2 separate regions of the Mus musculus genome follow, and region 2 is linked to region 1. The links are chromatin contacts, called in public HiChIP or PLAC-seq maps. All regions are on one chromosome and are shown on one strand. The core of a region is the stretch at or near the end of the contact, and the rest is flanking DNA. Distances in the headings are between cores, read along the strand shown. Region 1 has its middle 17 kb from the start of Gm33669. Region 2 has its middle 8.4 kb from the start of Gm39719.

Region 1 (4,335 bases), core at 1,630-4,129:
AGGTTCCTGAATGAAAAAGCGCCAGGAGTCTCTGCTTTTCCTTTTCCTCTGCAGAGGGTAGGCACAGGTTGCCCTGTTCCTTTTTCTCTCAGTGGTGTTTGATGTCCTTTGTAGCATCATCCTGCCTGGGAAGGGGCGTTTCCTCAGACGCTCCAGCAGGGTGAGCTACTCCGGGGAGCACGAGCCCCGGTGTCTATCCAAACAAGAATCAGGTTGGCCAGATATTAAGCCAAGGCGCTGGCTACCATCCCTGCCAACCTGAATTTGATCCCTGGGACCCAGATGATGGAAAAAGAGAACTGATTCCTGAGTGTTGTGCTTTGGTCTCCACTTGCCGACTGTGGCCAGCATCCCACCTTTACCCCTACAATAGATACACAAATATATTAAAACAGGAGTCTGGGAGGGTAACAACATGGGAAAGAGTAGGGACTCTTCAGGCCGGGCTGGGACATGCTCACCAGCGCCCGCACACAGTTTCCCGTAGGAATTCCCTCTCATAGCAAGTTGAGGAATGAGGAGTCTCTGTGGACATATTCACTGCCCGTATAACCCTATGCTTGTTCATTAATGCAAACTGTAGAGGTAAGGCTGGCCTCGTATTTATTGTCACTCGCCAGACTCAGCATTATGGCTGGCCTGTCCCAACCCCTGAAACTCCATCTCTTGGCACCATCTGTCTCTGGGCCCTGGGTTAGCCCCTTAGAAGAGTGTGGCTTTAGATTTTCGTATCCTACAATGCTAATTAAGATCAAAGCGACTGTGAAGTTCACCCTGGGGAACCCTGCGGCCTGAAAAGGGCTTTCAGAGGCAGCCTTGGCCTGTTCTGTGGCGCCAGTTTACAGCAGGCTTCCCCGAGCTTCTTAGAGGGCTCGCCCACACCACTCTGCACCCTGGGGAGGTACCATGCCAGGGAATTTTGTTAATGGTTAACAATCTCCAAGGGCGGATCTTCAGGCATCTTTTCTGTGGAAGATCTTTTCCGGCCCTAGCTCCAGCCATGTTCACTGGCTAAGCCAGATGGTTGGCAGGGGCAGGAACTTCGGGAGCTGTAGGGAGGAGGGAGGACCCTTGATGGTCTTGACAATTTTCACCCTACCTGGATGCTCAGGACACTTCTGAGGTGACCATCACAGGGTTGTAGATTGGAGGCTCCACCCCACTGAACTCCAAGGGTTTCTGTCTGCAGTCTGCATATATCCATCCCTACCAGGGACTTTTTTTTTTTTTGCTATCTTGTAAACAGTATGGTCTGGCCAAGTCCTTCAGATGGCAACTCCCATCTCTCCCAGATTGCTGGGTGGATTTTCAAAACCAATCGGTCCATAGATGCAGACAAAGGGGTTAGAATGTGGACAAGAGTCAGGGCTCCCTACTTGCCAACTGCCCTGAGACCCAGAGAAGGGGCAGATAGAACACCCATCATGTCTGTGTCTCTCCCCTTCCATCCCCACAGTGTAACTGACACAACAGTGATGAAGATGTCCTACAGAAACTCTGGAAACCATGGACCTCAAAGATAGGAAGCTCTCCTCCTTGGGAATGTCATGCTGGGAGAGGGGAAAGCGACCAACCCAAGTGGTCACCTTTCATGACAGTATTGAAGTTTACGCAGAGCTGGTGGTGGGCAGGACTATGCCTTACTGATGACTTAGGCAGAACCTTGCCTTCTTTTTAAGCAGGACCCCAAGATGGACATGGGAGAGGGAGTCCATCTTTGTCCTTCTCAACGTGGTCACATCTCTTTTTTTCTACATTTTACTGTGAGTCTGGCTCTTTTAGTTGTCTTATGGAGAGAGGCTAGCTGAACCTGTTTTGTTGGTACACAAGCTGTGAACCCCAAATTGGGTAACACTACTGATGGGTGCTGTTTTTCAGTCAAGGTAAACCCCTGGGGGGAGGGGCTGCTTTGTTTTTGTTTGTTTGTTTTTTCTTCTGTTTTTTTTTGAGACAGGGTTTTTCTGTGTATCCCTGGATGCCCTGCACTCTCTCTCTGTAGACCAGGCTGGCCTCCTGCCTCCGCCTCCCAAGTACTGGCATGTGCTACCACACCCATCTTAAAGCTGCTTATCTTTAAGAATAAGGCACCCTAACTAGAGTTGGGGACATAGCTGTGTTGGTAGAGTCTGTATCTTGCAATCACAGAACCTGGGCTCAGATCATCAGCAGAGAATAAACCAAGTATGATCAGTCACACCTGTAATCTCAACCCTCTGAGGTGGAGGCAGGAGGATTGGAAATCCAAGGTCATTCAAGGTTGGCCTAGACTATGTGAGACCCTGGGGGGGGGGGGTAACCAAGTGTCATTTGTTTTGTTGTTCTTTGTAGTTTTGGTTTTTCTTTTTTGTTGTGGTTTGTTTTTGAGACAGGATTTCAAGTTGTAGGCAGGTTGGTCCCAAACTCACAGCAATCCTCTTGAGGCAGCCTCTCAAGTGCTGGGATCAGGCCTGGCTGATCAAATTACATTGTTGCAAATATTCTCTGACTGTTCCTGTTTTGTTTTGGTTTGTTTTGTTTTTGTTTTTTTTTCGAGACAGGGTTTCTCTGTATAGCCCTGGCTGTCCTGGAACTCACTCTGTAGACCAGGCTGGCCTCAAACTCAGAAATCCACCTGCCTCTGCCTCCCGAGTGCTGGGATTAAAGGCGTGCACCACCACGCCCGGCTGACTGTTCCGTTTTAAGGACCGAGTTATGTTTGGGGGAAATTTCCTGAAATTTAATGGTTTTTCCAGCTATCAGGGCCTGGACAGTTCCTATGGAGGATGGAGGGCCTCCCCTCCACCAGTCAGGGCTCTATCTGCCCTTAACTTTACACATCAGGCTCTGTAAGAGCAGCTTCCTGATGCTCGTATTGCAACACAAACCAAACCGCAGAGGTTATGACTTCTGTTTCTTCTCTCAAGAACCACCATGTGGAGCAAGCCCCACCCACTTCCTGCTCCCGTGCTGGGCAGCAACTGCCACTTGCTTCAGGATGTGAGGTCAAACTCAGGTCCAAACAATACTAAGGCCACACCCCAGCCCTGCTTTCTGCCAAACAACCCAGCGTTACAAGGAATGGCTGTAAGGAGAGGCAGGCTAGCTGGGTTCACACCTTCTAGAGCCGTGCTTCTCAACCTTTGTAATGCTGTGACCCTATAATACTCTTCCTCATGTCGTAGTGACCCCCAACCATACAAGTGTGTGTGTGTGTGTGTGTGTGTGTGTGTGTGTGTGTGTGTGTACGCACACCAGAAAAGGGAATCAGATTCCTTTACAGATGGTTGTGAGCCACCATGTGGTTGCTGGTAATTGAACTCAGGACTTTCAGAAGAGCAGTCAGTGTTAACTGCTGAGCCATCTTGTCAGCCCCACAAAACCATTTTTGTTGCTACTTCATAACTGTAACTTTGCTACTGCTATGAATCGTAATTGAATTCCTTTCTCTCTTCCTCAGTGATGCAGTATAGGCTAGATTAGACCAGATTAAAAGTAGATAAAGGCAGGTTTATTAGGAGGCAGCTCTCAGGAGGATTCACTGACTTCACAGAAGGGCAATGGAGTCACGCATCCCGTATAAAGCAAGGGGGTTTTATAGAACTTAGGTAAGGAGTGATGGCCTGTCAGTTAGGGGCTGGGATTATGCCTATATATGATCAAAAACTGAGCCCTTGGGTGGGCACTCTTGGGTGGGTTGTCTGAACACTGCGATGAGGAGTAATGACCTGTTACCCTGGAGTTTTCTTCTAGCAGGAGGAAAGGGGTGTTCAATGTGTGGGCTGGGTTGATGGATGAAGAGCTTGTGCAGGGCGGAGCAGGGGTCCCAGGCAAAAAGTACGTAAATCTGTGTTTTCCAGGGTTCTTAGGTAACCCTTGTACAAGGATCATTCGAGCCCTCCCACCAGGGAGTCACAACCCACAGGTTGAGAGCCTCTGTGTTAGACCTTTGAAATGGGTTCATCAGCCCTAGTGTTGGAGCATAAGCCTCGGGTGTGATCCCTGTGTGATCCTTGGGTGTGATCACACACACACACACACACACTGACACACACATGCACATACACATATATACATACACATATACACTGACACATGCACACACATACACTCTGATACACACACACATACACACACAAGAAACAGACAGACAAATGTGATGCAATCTATATTTATGCATGACAATGTCAATTTGTCATCTGAAGTGGAAACTTAAGGGTTCTTTGGAAAGTCAGTTGTTGTTGTTGTTATTATTATTATCTATTATAAATAGATTTGACAAGCAGAATGATGCAGCATTGTGATCTCAGTGCTGGGGAGGCAGAGGCAGGAGCGTCCTGGTCAGCCAGTCTTGCTGAC
Region 2 (4,356 bases), core at 366-2,865, 230 kb before region 1:
CTGGCTCGGGGAGCTGATTCACATTTTGTCCTGGGAACACTGCACTTGGAAAAACATTATTGATTCTGCGGCTCAGGCTAAGGAGGAAGAAGGACTGAATTCCATTACCTAAAGCATTTATGTGGCCTATGTCTGCTCTATTTAAAGAGGCACTCGGCAATCGTTTTCATTACTGTCTCTTCTGAAAACAGTCACATCTCGGTTTTACAAAGGCAGAAGGAGCTGGCTCAAGAACACGTGGCCAAATAGCAAAAGTTAGAAATCACAGCCCTTAAGTTCCATGCAGATCGTCTCACCAGCCTGCTCTCCCCGAGGGCCTGCAAGGGCCTCTCCTGCTTACAGATAAGTCACCGAACAGTCACCAGGGAAGTGCAGACCCTTATGCTAGGCAACATGACCTTGTTTCCTCCAGCTTAGGACCACGGGTGGACTGAAACTGTTCAACCGAATCTTGAAAGATCCTGGTGCCAGCCAGTCCTCAAGGAGGCTGTTTAGACTTTTTCCAGGATCTGTGTCACAATGCAGAGCTCTGGACAGGGGACTTGGGGTGTGTAGGGAAACAGCGAACTGGCCTTGTGTATCCTCCGTATTCAAACTGTGGCAGAGTATATGACCCCATGGATTTGAGGGAGGAGGAGGAGGTCGGGACTTAAACTGGAAACAAAGCCCTGGTCTAGGCAGTCACTGTGCCTCATCTACGCGTGACACAGTTGTTCCGGACCTTTCCGCACAGTAGCTCTTGGCAAAGACTCCAGGAGGAGTGGTTCTGAGCATTGTTCCATCTTCATAGGACCTAGGACGTAGGTACAGATAGCCCAGCTCCAAAGTCTAAGACAGAAGCTTCACCAGGCTTCCCCTGGGCTCCCTCTTGGGACAGTGTGGAATGTGTTGAGTTTTTCCAGATGATCCCAGGCCCAGGCTCTTCACGGAGGAGGCCTGGCCAGCTTCCAGATAATTATAGCTCAGTGCCCGAGCCAGGGCCCTGCTGCCCAAGACCTGGGGACCAAGGCCTTTGATCACAGCAGCGTGACAATCTGTCCTGTTACCGAGAGAAGCATTCTTGTCACGTGACCCTCCGAGATGGGCCAGTTTGTAGAGAGCAGTGTTTAGTGACTGGCTCTCGCACTGCACAGAGAACATGGTGAACCGGGTAGGCTTGATTGCAGAGGGAAACTAAGAAGACAGGTTGTGGCCTCTCAGTTGGTGAAACAGACACCTGAAATAACCCCAGCCCTCAGGCCTGACCCCATAGCTTCCTTGTCCCAGGAAGGAGCTTTATCCGATTCTTGAGAGCACAGCTCAGTTCTCTTCATTATGGCCCCTCTGTGTCCTGAAGCTAGGCCTTTTCTCTCTCCTTTTGAGATATACCCAAGGAGGGGGGTCAGTTATCTGGAATAACTCAAATGTCCCAGTCTGAAGACCACCTGTGGGTCTGGCTCTCCTGGGGTGTTCAGGAAAGGAAGCTAGCTGATCTGGTGCCTTCTGGGATTTGCATGCAGGCATCTGTTACATGTTCTTTAGCTGCTGGGCAAAAACCTCTGTGTAGACACAACCATCTACTAAGTCAGCTTTCAGGACAGGCCTCAGCAAGCCAGCAGCTTGGTGGGAGGCGCCCTGAGTCAGCTCGGAAAGTAAAGCTGACACGCCACCTGACCTCAGAGGTGAGTGTGTCATGCTTTCTGTTCTTCTTATGGCCTTCTCCTGCCTACCGGGGGACTCAGATGAGAGGCTAGGAACCCCTAGAATAGAGCTGGTGGCCACTTAGACACCTTAATATTACACCCGGTGGCTTCCAAGCCCAAATGCTTGACTCTGCCGTTGGGACTCTGCCAGATCTTTTGTAACATTTGAACACAGTCATCGAAAGCACCAGATGACAGAATTTCCCTCAGAGATTGGGAAATTATGATCGGGATGATGGCATATTTCTGGAACCCAGGATGGATGGCTTCCCAGAGGCCAAGAGAAAGAAGGAGGTCAAACTCCCAGATTCCCATCCCTGCTCTCTGGAAGCAGCTCAACCCTTTGTTGTTTTATATACTGAGGCCGGGGATAGAGTTCATTTAAAGGAGAACTCCGCTGCCTCTTATCCTCCCCGCTTCCTGTTATACAGCTTTTTAAAAGAGGAAACACCAAGCCAGGCAGTGGTGGCCTTTAATCCCAGCACCCAGGAGGCAGAGGCAGGCGGATCTCTTGAGTTCAAGGACAGCCTGGTCTACAGAGCAAGTTGCCGGACAGCCAGGGCTACACAGAGAAACCCTGTCTCGAAAAAAAAGGAGGAAAAGGAGGAGGAAGAGGAGGAGGAAGAGAAGGAGGAGAGGAGGAAGAGGAGGGGGAGGAGGAAGAGGAGGAGGAGGAACAGCAAGAGGAAGTAGTGTATTGTTGTGTTGTTTGGTCCTGGGGATGGGACCCAGGGTGTCAGACATGCCAGGCAAGTGCTGTATCACTGAGCTACATTCCCCAACACTAAGAAGTCAAGCATGAGGAAACACTCTGGAAGTCCTTCAGATCTCAGTTGGGCCTCTCTGAATGAGTCTGCACCCGGCAGCTCAGTCTGACTGACCCTGAAAGAAGATTCGTGCTCACATGATCTTCCCCGGCCCTTGTCTTTGTGACAAAGAGAGATCACTATTTGGAATATTAATCCAAAATAATAACCACATATGGGGATCTAACATAGTTCACAGTTAAAATCACATGAAATTAAGGCATAGATTGTCTTCCAACATAGGAGTCATCTTTCTTCCACCAGCCCTGGGTCAAGCCCGAGAAGGAATGGGGGAGACCAGTTCACTTGCTCCGCTCATCTGTGGACAAGTGACCCTCTGGCTACAGATAGACCAAAAGGAGTATCTCAACCTGTTTAGATGGTGGCCTCTTTTAAAGTGAAACGTGAGGCCAGAGCTCCATGCCATCATTGTTGGAGCATTCCCATGGAGGCTTTTGTGCTGTGCCCTGGATGCCCATCGACAGTGCCCTGGCTGGTCCCATCCCTGGGCTCTGCCTCCCGAAGAGTCCTGTTGCATCCAATGACTGTTAACATTTCCTTTCAGCCTTTTCAGGCTGCTGGGTGCGAGCCAAGCAGCAGCTTCGAAGGGTTCATTCACCCCAGAGCGGGGAGCTTTTCAGCGCTGTGAGAAGGCTGTGTGTTTGCAAATCAGCATAGTAGGGCAGAGCTACTGGGAAGCCACTTCTCAGCTCCTCGCACTCCTACTCACTGGGAAACTAACCCTGCCATGTGAAACCTGTCTGGAGTTGTGACACCCTAATGTCACTCATCTCATCTTGTCAAACACCCACCCCTCTGAAGAATGCCACGAGGCATGCATTCATGTTTAAGTTAAAGGTGAATTAAAGTTGGAAAATTACTGGAGGGTTGTCTGGCACTGCGCAGAAAGATTTGGAAATCAGTTCTCTACCCAGGGAAGGCATTTGACCAAACTGTGAAGCAGGAGGAGGTTGTCTTTGATGTTGCGACCCACTCCCACCCTCTCCTCAGTCCCTGCATTCACAGACTGCCTGGGACCTCTCTCACCAAGAACTGGCCCTCCCGCCTGCTTCAGGCCTTGCTCTGGCCTTCTTCCCCTCAGCCCCCCTGTGACCATTCAACCTGGGCACTTCTCCCCCTGTGCTCCCAGAGACATTTCTTTAAAAATGCTGACAACTGAGGTCCCTTCTAGCACAGAATTTTGGGGGATGTTTAGGGAAATACTAACATTTTGAAGACTTCATTCTTCCCAGGGATATCTGTAAGTTGACTAGAGATGATATCATTCCCCTCTAAAAATAGTTTCTGGTGAGATATCAAACGATGATGGACTGAATGGGGGAAAGGGAAGGTAGCTGGGTCTGAATGGTAATGTCTGCACTAGGTATGCAAATTTTTTTCCCTTAGTTTTTCGAGACAGGGTTTCTCTGTGTAGCCCTGGCTGTCCTGGAACTCACTCTATAGACCAGGCTGGCCTTGAACTCAGAAATCTGTCTGCTTCTGCCTCCTGAGTGTGCCACCACTGCCCAGAGTATGCAAATCTTTGCTTGGGACTATGTAAAAGATATTGAGGATTTTCTTTTTACGTAATCCATTGTTTACTAAACACCTACTATATGCCTAGTCCTAGGAGTCCAAAGATGGATAAGACTCTGTGCTTCCAGTTTCGTAAGCGCTTCCTGAGCAACACAGGTAAATGCTTCAGGGAACACGGATGAGAGGAGGCAGATTCTGCCTGGAGAGAGCCACCGAGGGCTAACGTCCGCACTGTACTTTGTCAGGTTACTTGAGACACAGTCATCCTGTATAGTCCAAGCTGTCTTCACTCTCATGGGCCTCTGGTTTCAGTGCTGAGATTATAGGTGTGC

Evidence for each region. HiChIP or PLAC-seq counts read pairs in DNA pulled down with a chosen protein or histone mark.
Region 2: a contact with region 1 is called in a FOXA1 HiChIP or PLAC-seq map of pancreatic cancer cells. The contact joins two enhancer-like sites. A contact is called at or near these places in 1 of 39 promoter capture datasets (3T3-L1-derived adipocytes) and 8 of 115 datasets of contacts at active chromatin or transcription factors (bone marrow-derived macrophages, cardiomyocytes, embryonic basal ganglia and 4 more).

The regions. Positions count from the first base shown.
Region 1 is chr1:181,859,440-181,863,774 of GRCm38.p6, reverse strand. No RefSeq gene overlaps it. Among named protein-coding and RNA genes, the nearest start is that of Gm33669, 17 kb to the left of the region's middle. Within about 2 kb of position 2,879, at least 164 of the 459 cell types and tissues checked have an H3K27ac peak or open chromatin away from gene starts, as enhancers often do. A contact at or near this core is called in pancreatic cancer cells, where this site is marked.
Region 2 is chr1:182,085,695-182,090,050 of GRCm38.p6, reverse strand. No RefSeq gene overlaps it. Among named protein-coding and RNA genes, the nearest start is that of Gm39719, 8.4 kb to the left of the region's middle. Within about 2 kb of position 1,615, at least 139 of the 459 cell types and tissues checked have an H3K27ac peak or open chromatin away from gene starts, as enhancers often do. A contact at or near this core is called in pancreatic cancer cells, where this site is marked.